Regions from separate parts of the Mus musculus genome. Here region 2 is linked to region 1. Evidence: chromatin contacts called from public promoter capture Hi-C data. All regions are on one chromosome and are shown on one strand. Each heading gives the region's core, a stretch centred on a gene start, on an enhancer-like site or on the middle of the called end of the contact. The rest is flanking DNA. Distances are from core to core; before and after follow the strand shown. Region 1 holds the start of Chd3 (chromodomain helicase DNA binding protein 3). Region 2 holds the start of Arrb2 (arrestin, beta 2).

Region 1 (6,460 bases), core at 136-2,635:
CGCCAGTGGCAGGTGACTTGTCATCTCGGAGAAGGGTGCTGAGTGATGATGGTCAGGACAGAGCAGCTGGGTGGGCAGTTCACGCCCCCCAACGTGGTCAGGGTGTGTGGGTGGTTTCATCAAGAGAGTGACAGTGAATGGCAGCCACGTGAGAGTCACAGCTGGGCAGTTCGGCCACCCCAGACTGACGGGGTCACGAGGGGGGGATGGGGGCTGCACTTGACACAAAAGAGCCCGGGGCAGAGATGACGAGGGTGGGGCCGGGGGCATCTGGCTCCCCAGACATTCTCCTGTCTCTCTTCAAATCTGAGGTGACCCGAGACCTCGGCGGCCAGCTAGGGGGGAGTGGACGGTATGTCCAAGTCTTACTCCAGGAAGTGGTCTGCGTGGAGTGTGGCCACCACCTGCCTCTGGTCATCAGCCGCTACAAACATTCGCACGCCCCCTCCCACGCGTGCCACCGCACACCCCTAAGTTGGCGGGCACCGAAGTCCCTGCAGGTGGAGGGGCTGGTCCGCGGGCCACTGTCCCACCTCTGCTTGCCCAAGTCCCCAGCGGAGGGCGTCGGGTGGCAGTCAGCTCCACACCCCGAACCCACTCGGCTTCAGTCCGACCCCACCGGGGCCCGGCCCAAGGGGCGCTCACGCGGCCGCCCCTCCCCCACGCGCCCCTCCCCCCACGCCGCCGTCCGGTCGCCGGGGTCTCCGCGGTCCCTCGCTCGGCCTGGGAGGGGGGCCCTGGCTTCGCTACGGCCGTTTCCTGCCTACCCCCTCCCCGCCGAGGGTGAAAAAAATAAATCTCCTCCCCCGAAAGCCGCGACCAAGTGGCCCGGTCCGCGCGCGCAGCTCGCTCCCTGCGCTCTCCAGCCCGGGCGCGGCGGCGGCGGCGGCGGCGGCGGTGGCGGCGGCCGCGGTAGCGGCGGAGGAGGGGTGCGGCGGGGGAGGGGAGGAGGCCTGGCCCCAAGGCCGCCGCCGCCCGGACTGCCGGGCCCGTCTAGACCCGCCAGGCGCCCGGGACTCTCCTCGGCTCGGCCGAACCGTAGGTGCCGGGCCCCGCGGCTCCGCTCGGGCCCCGGGGAGTCGGACGGACGCTTACCTGGTGGCGGGGGCGGCGGCAGCGGCGGCGGCGGCGGCGGGAAGAGGTGGCAGCTGGGGGGGCTGTGGCGGTCGCGGCTCCGGTCGTGGCCCGGCCCGCGCCCGAGTACTCCCTCTTCGTCCTCCTCCTCATCGTCCTCGTCGGCCGCCTCCACCTCCTCCTCCTCCTCGTCGCCCTCTTCTTCCTCCTCTTCTTCCTCCTCCGACACCACCATCTCCTCCTCCTCCTCCTCCTCGTCCCTCAGAGGGGAAGCCATCCTGTGGCTCTGGCCCCCCCACCACCCCCCCACCCACCGCCCGCCCGCCTCCCCCACCGCTACCACCACCACCTCCTCCTCCTCCTCCTCCTCCTCCTCCTCCTCCTCGGCGGCGGCGTCCTCCTCCTCCTCCTCCTCACCGCCTCCCCCAGCCCCCCAAACCCCCGGGCCACCCCCCTCCAGAACACCCACCCCCGGGGCCGGCGTCTGAGGAGGGGGGCCGCACCACCCCCAAAAATGTTCTTGGAAAAATTTAAGGACTTTTTCCCCCTTCTGTCTTTCCTCCCAAGAGAACAAGAAAGGGAGATCGTTTAAAAAAAAAAAATTATATATATGTATATAAAAGTTTTCGACTTCTCTCTACCCCCCTCGGTTGCTTTAAATATATTTAAATTCTGAGGGGGGCGCTCAGAAATATTTCTCAGAGCTGAGGCACTAAGATGGCCGCCTTGAAATTATTTTTAAAACAACCCCCCCTCCAGCACTGCCACCCCCCTCTATAAAGAAAGAGAGAGGGGGGTAAAATCCCCTTTTAAAACAAAATGGCTGGCTTAATATTTCATTTTTCATACACCCCCATTCTCCCTGTTACATCCAATCTCCAAGCTTCTACTCAGAAACCCACAAATTTCTCCCTTTTTTCATAACTGATTAGTGCACAGATTAATACATTTTCCTTGTGTATTGAGAGAGAGAGAGAGAGAGAGAGAGAGAGAGAGTGTGTGTGTGTGTGTGTGTGTGTGTGTGTGTTGGGGGGCATGAAGGATTTCTGCATAAAACAAAAATGGCTGCTGTGACTTAACTCCCCCCCTTATAAAAATATTTGGGGGGGTATTAATCAGTACTCATGCTCAGTCTGACATCAGCATAAATTGTTAAAGGTTAACTAGTTAGATACTAGTCCAACTAGATTGAATTTTTCTTTTCTTTACTAGTCTTCTTCCTCCCCCCACCTCCCTTCTCTAAAGAAAAGCTTTTTTTTTTTTTTTCTGAATACTTCAGAAGGGAGTGGTTTGATGTGAAGGTTTTTTTTTTTTTTCCTTCAGGCATTGAAAAGGAAAAAGATGAAATATATGTTTATATATAACTCTCTACATACCTCATTGAAGTCAAAATGCATTTAATTGTGTACGTAGCTTTTAAATGAGAAATGGTACTGGCTTTTTTTTTTTTTCTCCTTAAAAAAAAAGTGACAGAAATCCTAGTGACTTTGGGGGGAGAGATATGAATAGATGATTGAGTTTTTTTTCCAAGGAGTCCATGTTTGATTCTCTCCTTTGCCCAGCCCTCAGTGTTCTGTGAATGTTGTCAATTTTATCTCTACTCTTTCCCTTCCTCTCCTCCAGTGGCTTGCTTGTAAAATCGTCTGACTTGAGAAATTAATTTGGTGGTGACTAGGTCAGATTTTTAGGAGAAAGAGGAGAGGGTCGGATCTGAAGATTGTGAAATTCTTTTCTCCTGTGTCATCGAACGCCTCTTCCTCCATGACCTTCGACACTGATAAAGTAGAAGAAACTGAGGCACGGGGAGAGGAAAGCAACTGAGAAGAGAGGAACGAGGTAGGGCGAACACTCAGGCCTTTTCACTGAACCGGCTGACCTGTCCTTTCAGACTGGATCCCAGTGTTTATCTTAAAGTTGTAGCAGGGATCAGATGAGCAGCTGAGCTGGAGCCCAGAAGTAAGTTTTTCCTACAGAGAATTGACAGAGCCGGCTCTACTGGAATAAAACTTGCCAAGAAGCCAAGCAAGAAGGGCAGATAGCCTGGCTCCACCTTCTTTTTTGTTCTTGGCTCTTTTCTTCCCTCCAGTTTCCTCCCATTCTTTTGATCTGTCTTTGTTGCTCCCCATCCATGGCCTGGGGAAACCATTTCTCCACTGCCCCCTGAGGCTCCCAGCATTCATGGGGACCCTGAGGGGAAGGTGGGCAACAGCCAGGGAAGGACTTGTAACAAAGGAATAGTCTCCAGAATATTGTTTACAATGCTAAGATGTTTCTTCTTGATGGTCCAGTCCCCCACCCCACCCCCACTACACTTTAGTTGGTTAAGCATTGGTTTCTGTCTGTCTGTCTTTCTTTTTAACTGTGGAATTATCTTGCCTATGCACCCATATTATTTGGTTCTGTCCTCTCTCGATTTCACTGCCAGTCTGGATGGGTACCCCCTCTTTCTATGTGTGGGCTCCTCTGTAAGTGCACTCAACCCCTCCGTGACACTTTTGCTGACACCTTTGACCCCAAGGGCCTCATCATTTCTAAGTGACGGACATCTCTGTCCTCTGTTCACTTTCTCCCTTCCCGTCTGTGAATACGGATGGCTCTTCTTGAGTGTGCCTGGCTCCCCCTCTTCCTGGCCCGAGGATGCGAACGTGCATCATCCTGACACTAAGAGTGTCTCCACTTGTGTGCGCGCCACATTGCACAGCATGTGGCAACAGTCTCTTGTGTCCTCTCCTGTGCCAGGCACCTCTGCCTGCCGGCCACACGTGTCACAGTCTGCAGGTGTAGGTGGCTGATGGTGGTCGGTCGCCTCCCTGTGCAGGCCTGTAATCCTTGTCTCTAACAGAGCACCTGTTAATCTGCCCAGCTCCCTCTCCCACACTTTCCATCTCCCCCCACACCGCCCCCAGCCTGTCTGCATCTGCTCCCGCTTTTCCTGTGACCTCTTGATGTGTCTTCTCACCTCGCTCCTGCCTGCCTCTCTACCTGCTTGCTTCTGTTATGATGCCTGCCTGCCTGTCTGCTCCTCCCTCACTGGCTGGCAGCTTTTTTCTCTCTCTGGTTGTCTGTCTGCTTCTCTGGCTGTTTGCCCACCACTCTCTCTCCCTAGCCATCTGTCTCCCCGCCTGCCTGTCTCTGTCACTTTTATAGCCTGAACCTCTTGGTTTGTCTACCTTCCAGGACTTGCCACAGTTTCCCATCATGGTTGGCCTCTCATCTTGACCCTGTACTTGTTTCCGTTCCGCGTGTCTCCGCTGACTTCCTTGGCTTTCTTTGACTTCTTTTAGCTGTGTCCTCTCACTGCCTGTCTTGTCTGCTGCTCTCCGGCTGTTCAGTTTGTATCTTTTTACTCTACTTATCAGCTGTTTCTCCTAGGGCTTCCAAGGGTCGTGCTGACAACGCACCAATGGGCTTAGTTCCTCTCCCCAGGCCCTTCAGCGGGTCCCTCGCCTTGATGCCTTGACATCTCAGCTGCAGTTGTACTGTACCCCTTACCACGCCTCCTTTTTAATCTCTCTTCCTTGCTGCCTTCACAGGCAGTCTGCCTGCCTCTGTCTTTTTGCTAGTTTCCTAGTATCTATTTTCCTGGCTTTTTGCTGTCTGCTTAGCAGGTTCTGGCTGTCCACATCTCTGCTTGCTTTTCTTTCTTCTTGTTTGTTTTAGGTACTTTTCCCCCCAGTCAACTTTCGAATAGATATAAACATGCTATGAAATTCTCAAAGTATGAAACCTAAAGCTAGTGTGACACAGCTAACTAATTAGGAGCATTGGTGTCCTTCCAGAGGACCCAGGTTTGATTACCAGTACTGATGTGGTAGCTGACAACCATCTGTAACTCCAGTTCCAAGGATACAACGCCCTCTTCTGGTGTCTGTGGGTATTGCATGAATGATATAACACTGAGGCAAAATACCCATACACATAAAAAATAAAGGGGCTGAAGAGATGGGTCAGCAGTCAACTGCACTGTTGTTCTGGGGTTTGATTACCAGCACCCACCTACCTTTCTGTAATGCCAGTTATAGAGAAGTTAACACCCTGAACCACCCAGCGCAGCAGGCACACACAGAGTGCACAGACATACACGCAGCAAAACTCTCATGCACATAAAATAAGTGCTTTTAAACATAAGACTTTTAATGAAGAATAAAAGTCTCCTACATCACCTTCTCTCCCAGGCCAGGAATGCTTAAGAGCCAGTCATCATCCCATTTGTTAGATGCCACTACAGGGAGGTCCACACATCTGAACCCCCACCACTCTGTGCACACAGCCACTCCCATCCCTTCTCAGTGGGTGTGGTTCTTATCTCCTCTCTCCCAGGTTCACCCATACCCTGTCACACATCAGGACTTCCTGACTTCTCCAGGCTTTGCTACCTCTCCCCGTTTACCGTTCCGATCCAACCTTGTAGGTCTCACAGAGCTGGGTACCATCCTTTTAATTGACTGCTTGCTCTTTGCTTGCTTTCACTGCCGCAGAAATGCTCAGGAAGGGCTTATCCTCCCCTAAGTCAACCTGGTAGGTGACCTGGATGACTGCACACACTCCTTGGTCTCTTCCCTAAAACCTGTGTCACAGAAAGACATGGCTACACTGGGAGGAGTGAACTGCCACACCGACGCAGGTCGACGTCACAAGTGCAGTGACGTGCAAGCTGTGCGTCCCTGCATGGGAAGCAGGTAGACGCCTTGCTCTGCTTTTCTCGTATACATTTACAATTTCTGTCTTTTCCTTTTGTAGGGAAACAAAGTCTAGCCGCGTAGCCCGGGTTCCTCGGCTTCCCCAGTGCATACCATGCCTAGGTCTTCAGGGTGAGTGACTCTAGATCCTTTTGGGGTGTTAAGTCTGTCCAAGAAGTTTGCCTTCTTCCTTATCCAAAAATTTTGCCCCCCTCCTCAACCCTTGTTCTATCTCTTCTCTGTGCATTTTAGAGACAGACTCGGACTGTACACAGACCGTTTTTTGAGAAAAATGATCAAACATCTCCATATCATGTACACTGTCCTTTATTTTTGCTTCGTAAATGGCCCGTGTTCGAGAACCTCCTCACTTGTTGGTTCTGTCTTTCCTCTTAGATGTCTGTCTTCCTCTCTGTTCCCACCTCTGCTTTGGATTGGCTGACTTTCTGTCTGTCTGACCCGTATCCCTCCATCATCTCGTCTGCCTGCAGAACTGACTGTTGATAAATTGTGTGGCACCGTGTCTGTGTCGAACATTACTTTGTCTTCTGTCTTACCCAGTCCTTCCATCACTGTCTGCTTCCTCTCCCTGTGTGTTGGTCTTGGGAATGCCACCTGCTTCTCGTGGCTGTTTCTCTTTTTTCTTGATAGCCCGTCGTTCCGCGTTTCTCTGTCTGCTCCATTCTTGTCTCTTTCCTTCTGTGTTC
Region 2 (6,346 bases), core at 1,658-4,157, 1.1 Mb after region 1:
TCTGAGTTCAAGGCCAGCCTGGTCTACAGGGTGAGTTCCAGGACAGTCAACAACAACAACAATATGGTGGTTAATCTCAGTTGTCAATTTGATGAGATCTACTCATCTGAGAAGTGATCTACAATCATATCTTCTATTGTCTGCCTATGCAAGAATAGTTGTATTAGGTTGATTGAGGTGTGAAGACTCTTCCACCATGGATGGCATCATTCCCTGAACTTTATTTTTTAAGTAGCACTTGTATTAATTGTGTGTTTGTGTAACAGGGGCCTTCAAGCCATGGCATTTGTGTGGCTGTGTGGCTGTCAGAGACCAACTTGTGTGTGAGGGTGGGGGTGGGGAATAGGGATTGGGTCTCTCCTTCCACCGTGTAAATCCTGGGGATTGAACGCAAGCAGGTCATTAGAGTTGACATTAAGTGCATTTACCCACTAAGCTATACAGATTTCATGCTGTACTGACCATTGTCTTTCTCCTTGCTGTAGACAAAAGCTCATTATTTTATTGATATTGTTGTTGATTATATTTTGTTGGTGTGTGTGTGTGTTTGAGACAAAGTCTCAATTAGCCCAAACTAATTCAAACTTGATATGTGGCTGAGTATGACCTTGGCTTTTTGATCCCCCACTCACCACCACACCCAGTTTTGCCAGAGATCCAATATGAGGTTTTTGTTTTTATTTTTAATTTTATGTGCACTGGTGTTTCCCCTGCGTGTGTGTCTGGGTGAGGGTGTCAGATGTTGGAGTTACAGACAGCTGTGAGCTGTGGGTACTAGGAATTGAATCCGGCTCCTCTGGAAGAGTATTCAGTGCTCTTAATCACTGAGCCATCTCTCTAGCTTCCCACAAGGGTTTTATGATTGCTAGGCGAGCACCCTGACAACTAAACTACGACCCTTGCCCCCAAATTCCACTTTAGCTATAGACTGCCTTACCTCTGAACATGATCTTTAGCAAGGGTCAAATCTGAATAAATTCATGAGTCAAAAAGCTTACTGTTAAGAACTCGAGTACATTTAAGCTGACTGTGTTGCTTCAGGAGGCAGAGGCAGGGGGACCCCTGTGAGTTCCAGGCCACCCAGGGCTATAGAGTGAGACCTTGTCTCAAAGAATCATATTGGGGCTGAAGAGATGGCTCAGTGGTTAAGAGCACTTTTTGTTCTCACAGAGGATCTGGGTTCACTTTCTAGCACCCACGTGGAGGTTTATAACTGCCTGTAACTCTAGTTCCAGGGGATCTGATACCTCCATAGGCACTGTGCACACAAATGGTGATGACCATGCTTACATGCAGGCTAGCACTCAGACACATAAAGTGTAACACATTGTAACAATGAAAGAGCAGACTTAAAATGTGACAATAGAACGGGGGAGGGGTAAGCAGGTGTTAAACAAGGTCTATGTTTAAAAATTAAAGATGATCTGAGATTTTTTTTTCTCGTGTACATTGTTTTTCAAATGGAGAAAAGTGGAGAGAGAGGCATGAAGGTATTCCACTGAGGGGAAATGGGTAAGAGTAGAAGGAAGAGACCGAAGAGGAGAAAAACCTGTCTCTGTCAGTCACCCTTTTCACCCTCTGCCAAACCCAGTCAATGTTGCCCCAGCAACGAACCTCTAATATGGCCCCTCTGTTCCCCCTCCACTCCCTGTTCATCGTTTTCCCTTGACTAGCTTATCTTCTAGCGGTCTTGCTATGCTCTGTGTTACCGGAAAAGAGAAATCCCATCTCGACATTCCTCTGGTGAAAAACAAAATCCAATCAAATCATTGCTGGGCTGCGATTAAAGACAGAGCTTAGTGGTGAGTCCTTACCAAGCATGCGTGAGGCCTTAGCAGAAAATTACATTACATTAAATTAGATAAACACTACAGATCCTCAGGCTCTTTCTTTCACCTGCTATACAAAGCCTTCCGCAGTCTCTTCCTTCCACAGTCTGCAGCTCTCTGCCTCCTGCCATCTAACCCACAAGCACTCGTCTATAAAGAATGTCCTTTCCCCACTTCTGCCCATCCTTCAGAATGTCTGTCCTCAAATTTCCCATCCAATGGAGTGAGTGACTGCACTCCCTCCTCCCCCACGCTGGCCAAGCAAAGGCTTTTGGGCTTTTAGTTGCTTGATGTTCTGAGTCATACCTCTATTATAGCATTCCTGGGAGCATAATATAATACCTGTTCCTATGTCTCAAAGATCCCAGGAAAGTTAGGCCATGATAATTCATGTTTGGTCCCGATGGCTTGGCACAATGACTAACACGAAATGGAGAGGGAGGGAAGGATGAAGAAAATAAGAGATGGATGGAGTGGGTGAATGATAGCTAGGATAGACAGTCGAGATGACAAGGTCTGAAAAATGTTTTAATGTTTGACCCTGCACAAAAAAAAAAAAAAAAAAAAAAAAAAAAAAAAAAATCAAAGACGATACACCAGGGGGAGCTGAAGACCACAAGAACGCGGGAAAGGCAGGCCAAACGAGGCTGCAAGCTCAGGGATGAGCAGCGCGTCCCAAAGCAAGCATCATCACGCAACTGATACGGTGCATCCACGTGGGCAGCCCTTGGCCCTCAGAACTAGACAGCACTTGAGCTCATTCCCACCGCCCCCTCGATCCCGTCCCTCCTCCACTACAGTGAAAGCAAACAAAGGGGAGGTATCCCTGCAGGGCTACGGATACCAACGGCCAATCAGCTGCTTCTAATCTCCTCGAAGGCGGCCGCCTGCTTTTAAAGGGGCCCAATCTAGTTCTAAAAGCTTGAGGAGGGGCGGGGAGATCGGGAGTAGGGACGGCGCGGGGAGGCTTCCCCGAGGGAAACGGAGGGCGGAGGCGTGGGGCGGAGCCAGCTCGAGGAGGGCGGGCTGCGCCGCGGCGCGCGGGATCCGGCTGACGCAGCTGGCCCCGGCTCCCCGAGACCCAGACCGCGAGGGGAGGGGAAGGAGGAGAAAGAGTGAGGACGCGCGTGCGCAGTGGCGCGGGGAGGAGCGGGGACCTGGCAGCAGGCGAGGAGGCTGCGAGCGAGCCGCGAACCCGGCGGGCGGAGGGCGGCGAGCGCGCGCGCACCATGGGAGAAAAACCCGGGACCAGGTAAGGGAGGTGGGGCCGTGCCGCGGGGCATGGGCGGCTGCTCGTGGGGTGTGCCAGGTTGATCCACAGACAAGGACACCGGGGAAGAAACCCCGGGGCCGGACGCCTGGGTCCCTAGAGGGTAGCGGTCCGGGGCCGCAAGCCTTGGTCCTTGAGATATTGGAGTGGAGCGTGCGTGCTAGGGCTCCTGCAAAAAGCAAGACCTGATGGGGATCGGGAAACCCACGCCTGGGTTCTCGCAGAGATGTAGGAGTCGGACTACTGGGTTCTCTGTGCAGGCTGTGATGCAAGGGCGGAGGAAGGAGGAGCAGGTGGCCGGCCCCGAGGGGTTGTGTGCTGGGAGACTGGATGCTGGGAAGGGATTCCCCTAGACTCGTGCCCAACCAATGGAAAGCCTCCTGCCCAATACCCCACAGTCTGATTGCTCCCACCTGTCCCAAGGGCCCGATAGCTCTGCTACCAAACTTCTGCCTTCTAGGTTGCTAGGAGCAACAGCTTCTTCTTGAGAGAGAAGAGTGTGTAGGGACCCTCGCTGAAATTGGACTGTATTCCTCTCCTGGGGGTGGAGGGGAGAGGTAGTATCTCCCCTGGACACACATCCTCTCCCCGGATGTTCTCTGTGCAATCGAAGCTCCTTCCTTCCACTGATACCAGAGTTCTCTTTTTTGGTCTATAGCAAAATCCACTTCCTGTTGTGACCCAACACCCCCAAGAGGACATGGGGTGAATGCTTGAGTTCCAAAGGAGCAAGAGCTAAAGAATAGGTAGGGGCTATGTGCCTCAAGCCGGAGAGGACCAAGAATAAGGGCCTGATTATGAGCAGTGACTTCTGCAAAACATGGGATCAACCCCACCACTCCCACTGCCCTTAGAGTATGAGAAAGTAGGCATCTCAGCATTAAGAAGACCAATATCTGAGAGAGATGTCCACAGGGAAGACTGACCTCCTGGATTTGAGGTTAAACACCCCAGAGAAAGGGGAAGTCACTTACTTGGGGGGAGGCCCCCAAATTTCCGTTGTGTACTTCAGGGAGGGGGTAGATGGTCCAGAGAAAGACTGCTGACTTGGCATAATTCCCTACCATCTCATCAAATTCTGGGCCACAGGAAATGGAGAGAATGGCAGGAAGTGCTAAGAGGCATCTGCTTTAGCTGCACCCCCCCCCCCAAGCTGGGTACCTCCCTGGTCATTCCCTTACTCTGCCTCCTTGGCCAGCCTCAGTATGTGCCCACTGCCCGCTCCCTAACCAGGCAAGAGGTGGCTGGGGAAGATGTAGAGAGCAGATGCTCTGTAGTTACCCCAGGGCAATTGCCTGAGACACACTGGTTATGGCTGTCACAGGCTCTGTCAGGGCTCCCATTGGGGGAAAATACAGGGCAGGAAGAAACCAGAGGTAGAAGAGCTAGCCAGCCTAGGTGATGTCTGAGCTGTCAGCCCTAATTGGGACAGAAATTAGAGTGATTGTTCTAACTGCCACCATGTCCCAATGTGCCTTATTACTTGGGGATACGTAGGGGCGCCCTATGTATATGCCATATGACCCTAAGTATGACCCTGTGATGTATGGACAGCTTGGCTTTTGGGGAGGAAGAGACAAGTGGTTTTCTGAGCAGACATTTACATGGTGCTTGAAGGGAGGATGGAACACGGGGCATTATTCAGTGTGTTACCTGGGGTCCTTTCCCAGGAATTGCCCCTGGGGCAGCATGCCTCACAGGGGGCAGAATGACACTTGGAAGAATAAGCCACCGAGTAGCCAGAGCCCTGGGGTCACTAGACAGTTTCCTACTAATGCTCCCAGCAGCGGGTGGAGTCTAGGCTTAGGTTGTTGCAGTACCCGTGTAAAAAAATCCCCTTTGACTTGACAAACTGTGACAGGCAAGCGCCGCCACTATGTAGTGGTTGAGAACAGGGTCTTGAAGCCAAGGTACCTTCCTTAAGTTTATATCCGAGTCCCACCCTGTACATTCTCTGTGACCTTTGACAGAATTCTTGTTCGATGTAAAACAGGGATGTTTCAGTCTCAGCCATTGGGCTATAAGAGCAATAGATGCAGTTGGAACAGAGCAGCCCCCCTGTACCATGTTAGCCGCATCACCATCTTTGCCATAGGATGCTGCTGTGTTGGGACCACAGTGGATTTTTTTTTAAGCTGCGAGGCTGTTGGAGGTTCACGAAATAGTCAGACTTGGGCAAAAACCATCTGAGGGGCAGAGACTAGGCTCTGCTCCGGGAGTCACTGTATGGGTCCCTGAAGCTAGAGGTCAGTTGAAAAGATTATCTGAGTGTGATGGTTTGTGCCTTTCATCCTCGCACCAAGGAGGCAGGGACAAATGGATCTGAGTTGGGGCCAGCCTGGTCTATATGTCAAGATCCACGCTAGCCAGAGTTACATACGAAGGCCAAGGTCAAAAAAGGGGGGTGGGGAGGGGTGTTAGGTGTGACCCAGACAGTGTGTATCCATCCAGTTCGCTCTCAGTTTTGGAGAGGGTCCCCTGGGGAGGAGAGCCTGGGTAGTTCCTGGGGTAGCTAGTGGCCATTATTGTAAGAGGAGGAGTGAGTTATGTAGCATCGAACAGCAAAGGAGCAAAGGCTCGCTCGCCCTGACAGTTGGCTTCGAGGGGCTGCCATGTGGGAAATACTGGGACTTTATAAAAAAGCAGTGGGAAGGGTAGGGCAGGGATCCAGGCTGAATTCCCTTCTCAGGCTGGGGAGGGATAAGTCCTGGTGTGGTGGTCCTTGCCCAGCCTAAGGGAGGCAGTGGGGTCTTCCTTTCTGTTTTGTTAGGGTCTTCAAGAAGTCGAGCCCTAACTGCAAGGTGAGTCCCCCTCGATGCTTACCCTTTGATCCTCCCTGGGCCCGATCAAAGCCCTCGATGATCCCCAAGCCTTTGCTCCCCACTTCCTGTGACAGCTAAAAGCAGACTGACTTCCTTCCCTCCTTAAGCCCCTTGCCGCAGTCTGAAGAAGCCACAGGGCTGGGTGGGGTCTGGGTTCCTAAGCAAGCTTGTAACTCTCTTAGAAACCAACCCAGGGTGCCTGAGCTAGGAATAGTTAATAGTTTCCCAGGCTGTGGGCTGTTTATCTCAGAGCCCTTTGTGGGGACAGCTGCTACCTGCCTGGTCTGGCTGAGTGTTCCCTGAAGACATAGAAACACACATAAACACACACTTATGTGTACCGACCCTCCGTGGGTGGGCAGAGGTGTGGAAAGCAGGTAAAAGCTTAAACGAAAGTTTTACTAAGTTGTCTGGAAAACTCTACC

What was found. Promoter capture Hi-C pulls out the DNA fragments that hold promoters and counts their contacts.
Region 2: a contact with region 1 is called in a promoter capture Hi-C map of liver, with 2.7 times the contacts expected there. The contact joins the promoter of Arrb2 here to the promoter of Chd3 in region 1. A contact is called at or near these places in 2 of 39 promoter capture datasets (both in liver) and 1 of 115 datasets of contacts at active chromatin or transcription factors (pancreatic cancer cells).

Annotation. Positions count from the first base shown.
Region 1 is chr11:69,368,041-69,374,500 of GRCm38.p6, forward strand. It overlaps Chd3 (chromodomain helicase DNA binding protein 3), which reads right to left and starts at 1,386. Exons shown (of 40, transcript NM_146019.4): 1 at 1,096-1,386. The coding sequence starts at 1,351. Gm32483 (a long non-coding RNA gene) reads left to right here and starts at 950. Exons shown (of 2, transcript XR_003949707.1): 1 at 950-1,038; 2 at 2,698-6,460.
Region 2 is chr11:70,429,673-70,436,018 of GRCm38.p6, forward strand. It overlaps Arrb2 (arrestin, beta 2), which reads left to right and starts at 2,908. Exons shown (of 15, transcript NM_145429.5): 1 at 2,908-3,081; 2 at 5,870-5,900. The coding sequence starts at 3,059.